Regions from separate parts of the Sus scrofa genome. Here region 2 is linked to region 1. The links are chromatin contacts, called in public promoter capture Hi-C maps. All regions are on one chromosome and are shown on one strand. The core of a region is the stretch at or near the end of the contact, and the rest is flanking DNA. Distances in the headings are between cores, read along the strand shown. Region 1 holds the start of G3BP1 (G3BP stress granule assembly factor 1). Region 2 holds the start of CMBL (carboxymethylenebutenolidase homolog).

What was found. Promoter capture Hi-C pulls out the DNA fragments that hold promoters and counts their contacts.
Region 2: a contact with region 1 is called in a promoter capture Hi-C map of fetal liver, with 2.9 times the contacts expected there. The contact joins the promoter of CMBL here to the promoter of G3BP1 in region 1. A contact is called at or near these places in 1 of 5 promoter capture datasets (fetal liver), 2 of 47 Hi-C or Micro-C datasets (heart right ventricle and liver) and 1 of 2 datasets of contacts at active chromatin or transcription factors (alveolar macrophages).

Annotation. Positions count from the first base shown.
Region 1 is chr16:71,273,852-71,278,987 of Sscrofa11.1, reverse strand. G3BP1 (G3BP stress granule assembly factor 1) reads left to right here and starts at 2,904. Exons shown (of 12, transcript NM_001205405.1): 1 at 2,904-3,034. LOC100514500 reads right to left here and starts at 2,259. Exons shown (of 2, transcript XR_002339616.1): 1 at 2,137-2,259.
Region 2 is chr16:72,167,837-72,172,972 of Sscrofa11.1, reverse strand. CMBL (carboxymethylenebutenolidase homolog) reads right to left here and starts at 2,143. Exons shown (of 6, transcript NM_001244350.1): 1 at 2,006-2,143.

The DNA.
Region 1 (5,136 bases), core at 1,655-4,154:
CCTCTGGTCTACGCCAGAGCCACAGCAACTCGGGATCTTCGACCTACACCACAGCTCATGGCAACACTGGATCCTTAACCCACTGATCGAGGCCAGGGATCAAACCCGCAACCTCATGGTTCCTAGTCGGATTCATTAACCACTGAGTCACAACGGGACTCTGGAACTCCTCTCTTTTATATTTTTATTTATTTTTTATTCCTTGGCCACACCTGCAGCATTTGGAAGTTTCCAGGCCAGGGCTGGAAACCTACACCACAGTAGCTATCCAAGACACTGCAGGCAATGCTGGACCTTTAACCTGCTGTGCCAGGAGAGAACTCCTATCTTGCTCTCCTTCAAAATGCTACATAATATTCTATATTGTCGGCATGTCACTGATTAATCTGTTTGCAAACTGATAAGCAACTACATTTTCAGTTTCTAAATATCCTAACAAAGCTGACAGTGCGTATAATGAACACTCTAGAAATGTGTCTATTTTGCAAGAAGGGTGGTATAGACAATTTTATCTTTTTTTTTTTAGGGCTGCACCTGTGGCATATGGAGGTTCCCAGGATAGGGGTCAAATTGAGGCTGTAGCTGTGGCCTACACCACAGCCATGGCAACACCAGATCCAAGCCTCGTCTGCGACCTACATAACTCAAGGTACCACTAGATTCTTTACTCACTGATTGAGGCCAAGGATTGAACCTGCGTCCTCATGAATGCTAGTCAGATTCATTTCCGATGAGCCATGACTCGAACGCCCACATACACAATTTTAACAGATTGCCAAAGAGCCTTACAAAAACAGCTATATCATTTAAAATTCCCTCCAAATGTGATTAAGAATAGCCCAATCACAGGCTGCCTGGGTTAAATAACCTCATCTGTGAATTCCAAGATTCACAGCCAGTCTGCTCTGATTAGCAGTTCAGTTTGTAAAGTTGTCTTGAAAACTGCGAATGTCAGAGTTCCTGTTGTGGTGCAGCAGAAACGAATCCAACTAGTATCTCTAAGGATGTGGGTTCGATCCCTGGCCTTGCTCAGTGAGGAGCCTGCATTGCCATGAGCTGTGGTGCAGGTCGCAGACATGGCTCGGATCTGGTGTTGCTGCGGCTGTGCTGTAGGTCAGCAGCTATAGCTCTGATTTGACCCCTAGCCTGGGAACTTCCATATGCTGGGGGGGGGGGCCTAAAAAAAAAAAAAAAACCTGCAAATGTCCTCGTCCACCTTTTAAGAAATCTTTCACGGGCTCCTCATCTCCCTCCGAGTAAAGTCCAAATTCCTTAGTAAGGCTAACGAGATCCTGGAGGTTCCTTAAATCAGAAAACCTGTGGCGGATCCTCTCCTCTGAGCCGAGATCCCTTCCTTGCCCCCAAAGTCCCATATGCCCCTTCCCCAGTTTCCCCGAGCTCGCGGAGGAGCTTCCAGGCCCTGGTTTGTTCAATGGGTGGCAGCAAGCAGGGTCAGCAGCATCTTGATCATCCCTGACCCCAGCCCCTGGAGTTCATTAAGTGCTGAATGAGAGAGGCTGATGCAGGAGTGGGGCTTGGGGGGCGGGGGGCAGAGGGACGCTCCCATTTAGCTTCTGGGGCTGCACCCCGACCCCACCAGGCTGCCTCCCCTGTCCTTTCGCCCCCAGCAGAGGCTCCACGTGCATTATTTCCAAATTTACAAAATTTTGAGACCCTCCCCAGGACCACGTGCCTGCAAAGGAGACTCAAACGAGGCGTGTCTCTGTATTTCCATGTGAAATGCTCAGGGTGACCAATAGAGGGCCTAACAAAAGGCTAGAAGACGTGGACAGGACCGGGCTGGAGCGTCACTTAGCCTCTGGTGTTTTAGGGACGCTTTGGGGTGTCCATAGGAGTTTGACAAACTACCTTTTCAAGATGTAACGACTACAAGAAATAAGGCCCCACACCTAGGGCAACTGGAAATGGGAATGACAATGGTGGTGACGCACAGGATGTTACAGGAAGGGCCAAGCTGCCGGGAGAATGAACAAACTCTTGTTCCTCGGTCAACACCCACTAGCCGACCTGCAGCAGCACTTGCCCAGAAGGGCAGAGTAGAAACGAGTGTCCTCAAAGTCAACAGTTTTCACGTGCGACCTTTTTACAAGCCCTTAGGTACACAACGGGAGTTACCTTCTCCTCTGGCTTTCCTTGAACGGTTGTCCAGTAATAGTGCTGACTAATGCTGAGAACCAGCAAGTGCCCTTAGGCGGCCGCGTGGAAATAAAAAAGTTGGCATAAGAGGAAAAAAATAAAATAAAGCAACGGGAAACTTCACCATCTGGTTCGGCTGGTACCAAATTGTGCGGGAAAAGCGGGAGAAGGGGGCCTCAGGGACCGCACCCAACAAGTGAAGAAAGGAAAGGGAAAAGGACAGAAGCCGGGGCCAAGAAAGCCTCAGAACCTCCCCAGAAGGCAAGGCGGCCCCCGGGGCTCAGCCTCCTCGGTACCGTTCAACCCCGGCGTCAATCACCTCTTTTCCGCGCTGCGATTGGGCCGGGGCCCCCCAGCCACCCTGGCGCCCACCTCCTAGTTGCTTGGGGTTTACTTCCCCAAAGTACAAGGGCCCCACCTTGTGGATCAACCGCTCCTGCATGGAAAACGGATCTCCGCCCAGGGGAAGACGTTTTAACGAATGGGAACGGCTGCACGCACTTATTGGCTACCGTGGATATCGGTCAAAGAAGTTCCCAGCCCCTTCCCCACCGTACCTTTCCGTTATTGGTCTCTCTCAGTGCCAATCCGTCACTAGGGAAACGAGATCCTTACAGGCTCATAGGCAAAAGTCAAAGCCAATCAAGAGCCACGCCTTCATCCTGAGTCAGTACCCAATTGCTGCGCGAAGAGCTCAGAGGACGCCGTCGGGATTGGCCACTAGCCTGCCCGACTTGGCCGCAACAAGTTAGTCTGAGTCTCGGTTATATAGCCCGGCGACGGAGCACGCGTGTGTGCGGACGCAGTTGCGTGAAGGGTATTTGCCTTTTGCCTTGCGGTGGAGCAGAGCTTGTTCCTCTCCCGTTCAGCCGTGCAGGTACGGCAGGGTGTGGGCGGGGCTGGACCGGTAGGAGGGCGAGCTGGGGCAGAGGTGAGAGGGAGACGTCCGAACGGCGACTGTGCGAGCTCCCCCTCCCCACCTCCGCCCCAACGGCCGCAGGCGCGCGCGGCAGGCGCACGGGCGCGCAGGAGCTCTCCGCCCCCCGCCCCCACCGGCCGGCGCGCGTGGCCGTGTCCGCGTTCGCGGCGTGCGCGTGCCGCGCCCAACGGCCACGCGGGGCGAGAGCGAGCCGCAGCCGCCGCCCGAGCCCCAGAGTGCTCTCGAGGGCCTGGGGCCCCGCGCGGCGAGCTCGCCAGCTTTTCCCGCCCGCACCCCCACGCGCCATCCGAGTCCTTTCCTGGCTGTAGCTCCAGCTTAATCCCAGACCAGAGAAGGCTTTTATGGGGGGGGGGGGGCACGAAAGTGCGATGAGAATTTCTGGACTCGGGAAGCAGAAGTGCTGCCCCCCAAGCTTTTACAGCGAGTGAAGGGTAAGCAGCGACTTCGTGGATGTCGAATGATGATAGTACTAACTACTCATCTTCTAAGCCCTCCCTCTGTGCCAGGCACAGTCGTGCGCACCTTGTGTGTTTCCCCTTTAGTCCCGCAATGTCCCGATGAGGTAGGTACCATGATTTTCTAATGTTTACAGCGGATTCGAAGGCCCAGCGGTGGAGTGACACGGTCGAACACAGATCGTTAGGGACAGGAATTTGAACGCAGGCCACCTGACTCCTCGTCCCCCAAGTCTATTGTAGTCTTTGTTGCAGCGCCGTGTGCGGCTCCAGGGCACCTTTGCCCCCAGAGCACTAGTCCCTGGGGACAGTACCAGCCTCGGAAGGTCGACTGCAGCGGCATTTGTAGTTGGGCCAGTTGTGGGCTTCCAGGGAGACAAGGGTTGGGCGTGGGTCTGTGACCAAGGAAGAGAAAGGGTTTGGGCCTCCTTGCGACAGGTTTTCCTACAGGTGGCTGACGGACGTGCTGCCTTAAAAGCTTCTGGGGAAACGACAGAATAAAATGACTAAGTGCAACTGAACCTGGACAGTGTGCTGTCAGATTTGAAACGTAGTAGGCTGACGATGGGAAATTCCCACCAGCAGGAAGTTAGGCCTTGATATCTTGAATCTTTGCTTCATTTTTTAATTGGGGCAGACTTTCGAGAAAGACCTTGGAGAAGATTGTTTGACTTCCTCGTTTTATAGTCGAGGAAAATGAGGTTGCACTTTGAGGCGTTTCAGATCTAGCCAGCATGTGTAAGTTAAAATTTGAAATTGGAATGGAAACCTTGGTGCCCAGTTAGAGTATACATTTGACCTCTGTGGAGCCTAAGCTCGGTGCGTTAGGGGTGATAGCTCTTGGAATTGGAAATCTTACCCTTAAGGCGGTTGGGATCTTCTGTGGATGAAAGTCTGTCTATTTAGCATTGTTGCATGTGCTCCTGTTACATGCAAATGTAGAAGGTACCTTCAAAGACTTGTGTTTAAGTATTTCTAGTAGAGTTATATTTCTTTAGGCTAGTGTATTAAGGTAAAAGTAATAAATGTTCCTGTGTTGCAGGTTCGAATCATTACTTTGCATCACAAATGGCTACTTGAGCTAAAGCTGCAATAAAACTGGGGGGGCTAGCTTTTCTGAATACTTTTTATTGGGGTGGCTTTCAATTTTTTTTCTCTTTATTGTAAAGAAATTTATTCTGTGTGTGCAGACACTTTTTAGGATTAGTTTTTAAGATTTTTTTTTTGCAGCCAGAGGAAACATAATTTTTAGATCCTTGTAGGAAATTAAAAAGCTAAGAGGAAGCTTATTATTTTTAAGTATTTCCATTTAACAAGTAATTTCCATATTTCTTAAAAGAAAGTAACAGTAGGATAAAGGACCAAAATATTATAAAGACAAGTTCTTTGTTGGGGTTGTCATGAATAACAGGTAGCTTTAGATTATAACATTGTTTTCCTTGGAGCTTGCCTTCCTGTAGCAATTCCAGTTACCTGCATTTAGACACCAGTTAACTATTGAATTAGCATTTTAAGTTACTAAATGTTATAACATTGTGATGACATACATTGAACTGTTAGGTTTGAGTTCAGCTAGTTATTTCT
Region 2 (5,136 bases), core at 894-3,393, 890 kb before region 1:
GGCTGTTACGCTCTCCCTTCTCTCCTAAGATGTCCCTTCCCGTGGCAACCCTCTACCCCATACGAATTTGTGCTGCTGCTTCTTTGAACCAGTTCTAACATCTGCCTGGTTCCCTCTTTAATGAATAAAATAGTGTCTTTAACACGTGCCCATTTTTATATCTGTAGCAGTGTCATGATTTTGCCTTGCACTGATAATTATCTTTTCTTTTTTTGTCTTTTTATTTTTTTTTTTTTATTTTAGGGCCACACCTGCGGCATATGGAAGTACCCAGGCAAGGGATCTAATAGGAGCTTCTTTGACCTACACCACAGCTCATGGCAACACCAGACCCTTAATTCACTGAGCAAGGCCAGGGATCGAACCTGAGTCCTCATGGATGCTAATCAGGTTTGTTACCACTGAGCCACGGGAAAATTATCTTTTTAAGCGTGTAGTTGAACGACGCTACCCTTTTCTCACTAGAGCTCAGAAGGCAGGAAACGGGTGGTAAAGAACAGGTGAGCTAGCATGGTTTCCTACTTTCATGCCCCCAAAGATTTAATTAACTCAGAAATCACACTTCCCAACGCAATGCAGATCTCCAAGAGAAATAGTGAAAACAGAGATAGATTTTTTTTTTTTTTTTGGTCTTTTTTTTTGCCTTTTCTTGGGCCGCTCCCACGGCATATGGAGGTTCCCAGGCTAGGGGTCCAATCGGAACTGCAGCCATCAGCCTACGCCAGAGCCACAGCAACACGGGATCTGAGCCGCGTCTGCGACCTACACCACAGCTCACGGCAACGCCGGATCCTTAACCCACTGAGCAAGGGCAGGGATCGAACCCGAAACCTCATGGCTCCTAGTCGGATTCGTTAACCACTGCGCCACGACGGGAAATCCAGAGATAGAGATTTTGAGGAGCAAGAGGGATTGGCGTTGATGGGATTGCAACAAGCAAAGAAACCTAGGGCTAAAGCCTGGCAGCAATTTAGAAATGGAAACACCTGTAAGGGCATCAGAAGCAACAATGAGAGATAATACAGGACAGAAGGTGGCCACGGGAAGGCTGGGTGCTTTTCATTTCCTGGGTAAACACTGTCGTTGGCACAGCAATTGACCTTCAATCTTGCATCAGAGAAGGCAAGACCCTCCTTATCCTTAGATGGGTTTAGGAACATCAGCTCCTCAGATTATTTTTATTTTTCAGTAGTCAAGGTTGTGTTCTCCTTAGGGTACGGGGCCTTGATAGCAGTAATTAGAAAGCCAGATGGGATGAAGATAGATTGGCCCATGAACTTGCCAATCACGCGGCTGCCTTTGGCCTTTTCTCGGACTGTTGGGCTCGCTTCTGACCACCTTACTTTAAATGGGCTTTGAAAACAACAGGTGGCATTTCCATCAGCAAGTAACCCTAAATCCCAATGCCCCGTGTTAGCAAGGCCCGTGGAGGCCACAGCTTCGCCTCCTGACCCACATGGCTGAGTGGGAAACTTACAGTCTTTCCTGGCAATGAGTACGCCTCATCCAGGACACCACACCCCTAGACCCGGCACCTCTTCTCCTAATAGCCATCCTTAATACATGCTGCAAAGCGTGGAGAACTATCTGGATGCGGATATGCTCATTTCCCCCCCATACTTTTATGTTAGTAGTAAGAACTACACAACCAAAATGTTCAACTCTAAAAAAATAGTTACTCAAAAGTAGTGGCCCAGAGGAAAGGCTGGTGACATTGTGTTAGGTGTAAAAAAGGAATACAGGTTTATATACCGTATGATTTAAACGCTGTTCTTAAAATGTACTGCTCAACAGTACAGGAAACTATGCCAAAGGGGGGGTGGCAGGGGTTGCTTTTCTGCGATGACAATGTACTGTTTTGAGAAAAGCAGGTGTTGAAAATGGATTTTGGCAGGTCCATTACCTGTGCACATGGCAAAGACTTCCTTTGCCTCCTGCAACCGCCCGCGCAAGTTAAACCAGAGCGGACCTGCAGCGCGGTCCTGGGCGGGCGAATCGCACGTACCTCTTCCCGCCGCCTGAAGACCGCTGTCCACTCGCGCGGAGGAGGCCGGACCGGAGGCGACAGCGCTGCAACCCCGCGGGACCCAGGGGTGACGGTCAGGGGCGAGCCGAGGGGGAGGCGCCTCCTTCCGGGGCGGAAGTGGACGCGGTGACGGAGGGCGGCAGGATCTCGGCGGGCCAGTGGCCGTCCGGGATTCCCAGCACCGCCCCCCACCCCGGCCCCCGCCTCCAGGGGCGGGGCGGGGGGGGGCTGGAACTAGAGTGGAGGGGCGGGGAGGGGAGGCCGGGAGGGGAGGGGAAGGGAGGGGAAGGGAGGGAAAGGGAGGGGAGGGGAAGGGAGGGGAGGGGAGGGGAGGGGAGGAGAAGGGAGGGGAGTGAGCGGGAAGGAGGGGCCAGGAGGATCAAGACCGCCAGCGGGGAGATTTACGTGTCCGCCTAACTCCTGAGACCTCTGGAACTTTTTTTCTCTCTCTCTCTCTCTCTCTTTTTTTTTTTTTTTTTTTGTCTTTTTGGCTTTTCTAGGGCCGCACCCGCGGCATATGGGGGTTCCCAAGCTAGGGGTCGAATCGGAGCTGTATACCCTGGCCTATGCCAGAGCCACGGCAATGCCATATCCGAGGTGCGTCTGCGACCTACACCACAGCTCACGGCAACACCAGATCCTTAACCCACTGAGCAAGGCCAGGGATCGAACCCGCAACCTCATGATTCCTAGTGAGATTCGTTAACCACTGCGCCACTACGGGAACTCCTGGAACTTCTTTACTGTACATCAAAACCAGGCTTTTTAAAAAATAAATGATTACATATTCGTACTTGACCTCCCCCACTAACGCACACTCCATGTTTTGTCTGGTCACCTGACAAAGATTGGGATAACCGGTTCACTGGCCACCGAGGAAGGCTGAGAAAGTAAACAGGAAAAAGCGTTGATTGGAAAAATCAGTAACGGTGGGAAAACAGCCACTTCCTGATACCACAAGAATTTAATTCAAAATCTTAGGACCCAAGAGCTAGAGCCTTGTAAATTAAGATCCTTCTGATTGGAAAAGGTGTGATTTCAGATTGAGGATGACTTTTTTTTTTTTTTTTTTTTTTGTCTTTTTGCCTTTTCTTGGGCCGCTCCCACGGCATATGGAGGTTTCCAGGTTAGGGGTCGAATCGGAGCTGTAGCCACCGGCCTATGCCACAGCCACAGCAAGGAGGGATCCAAGCTGCGCCTGCAACCTACACCACAGCTCACGGCAACGCCGGATCCTTAACCCACTGAGCAAGGTCGGGGATCGAACCCACAACCTCATGGCTCCTAATCGGATTCGTTAACCACTGCACCACAACGGAACTCCGACCTTTTTCTTAAGAGGTCTTTTCTGCAGAGAGATGACAATAAGATAAAAAGACTAGGGCGGAGTTCCCATTGTGGCGCAGTGGTTAACGAACCCGTCTAGTATACATGAGGACACAGGTTTGATCCCTGGCCTCGCTCAGTGGGTCAAGGCTCTAGAGAGAGCAGTGAGCTTTGGTGTACGTCACAGATGCAGCTGGGACCCCACATTGCTGAGGCTTGTGGTGTAGGCTGGCAGCTACAGCTCCTATTCAATCCATAGCCTGGAAACCTCCACATGCCACAGGTGCGACCCTAAAAAGACAAAAAAAAAAAAAAAAAAAGGAAAAAGACTAGGCACAAAAGTAAGGTTTGTGAGACAATCTGATTTGCTACAATGTAATTTTCAGGAAAAAGGTAAAATCTTGATGCACACAGGTGTGAAAATGACACCTGTTGAAAGTTGTATAATACTCATTAATTACTGAGAAAAGCAGGCAGATGTTAAAACTAGTTCAAAAAAACATTTTAAAAAGTGTATACATGGGAGTTCCCATTGTGGCTCGCGGAAACGAATCTGACTAGTATCCGGGAGGACGCAGTTTCAATCCCTGGTCTCCCTCAGTGTGTTAAGGCGTTGCAGTGAGCTGTGGTGTAGGTCACAGAGGCGGCTAGGATCTTGTGTTCCTGTGGCATAGGCTTGCGGCTACAGCTCCAATTCGACTCCTAGCCTGAAAACCTCCATATGCTGCAGGTACAGCCCTAAAAAAAAAGACCAAAAAAAAAAGGGCACACGTGTATGGAGTAAAGGAGTGTTGAAAGGAAAATGCAGACACACAAGCTGGTTTTTTCCCCCACAGGATTGGGAAGGAGGGCAATTCAACCTCATCAGACAGGACAGAATTTTCTTGTCTATCACTTACCTCCAACTTACAGAATTGTAAAATAGTTCCCAGATATTGAAAGACAAGTATCAGATAGTCTGCAGGGTGAACCTCTAGACAAGCATAGGTTTCCATGGAAACATGAAATTGTTTCCGTGACACTGTTTTTAAGCATCTTCCAGCATCTTGGTATCACTATTTACATGGAAAGACTAGATGTGACTAAATACACATCCTTTCTCTCTATTTGCTAAATTTAGCGCTCCAAGCATCATTACTAACTCCTTTATTAACACATTAATATGAGAGATGTCATGTTTGCAGCTGTATGTCTTGCCAAAATGTGCCAGCCCAGTGTTAAGTATATGCATGCACCTAAAAGTAATTTTTTTTTTTTTTGTCTTTTTGCCATTTCTTGGGTCGCTCCTACAGCATATGGAGGTTCCCAGGCTAGGGGTCTAATTGGAGCTGTAGCCACTGGCCTACGCCAGAGCCACAGCAACATGAGATCTGAGCCACATCTGCAACCTACACCACGGCTCACGGCAATAACAGATCCTTAATCCTCTGAGCAAGGCCAGGGATCGAACCTGCAACCTCATGGTTCTTAGTCGGATTTGTTAACCACTGCGCCACGACGGGAACTCCCAAAAGTAATTTTTTTTTTTTTTTGTCTTTTTAGGGCCATACCACAGCATATGGAAGTTCCCAGACTAGGGGTCAAATCAGAGCTATAGCTGCTGGCCTGCACCAAAACCACAGCAACGTGGGATCTGAGCCTAGTCTGCACCCTGCAACACACTCACAGCATCGCTGGATCCTTAACCCACTGAGCGAGGCCAGGGATCAAACCCACATCCTCATGAATACTAGTCTGTTTCATTACTGCTGAGCCACGACGGGAACTCCAAAGGTTTTTTTTAA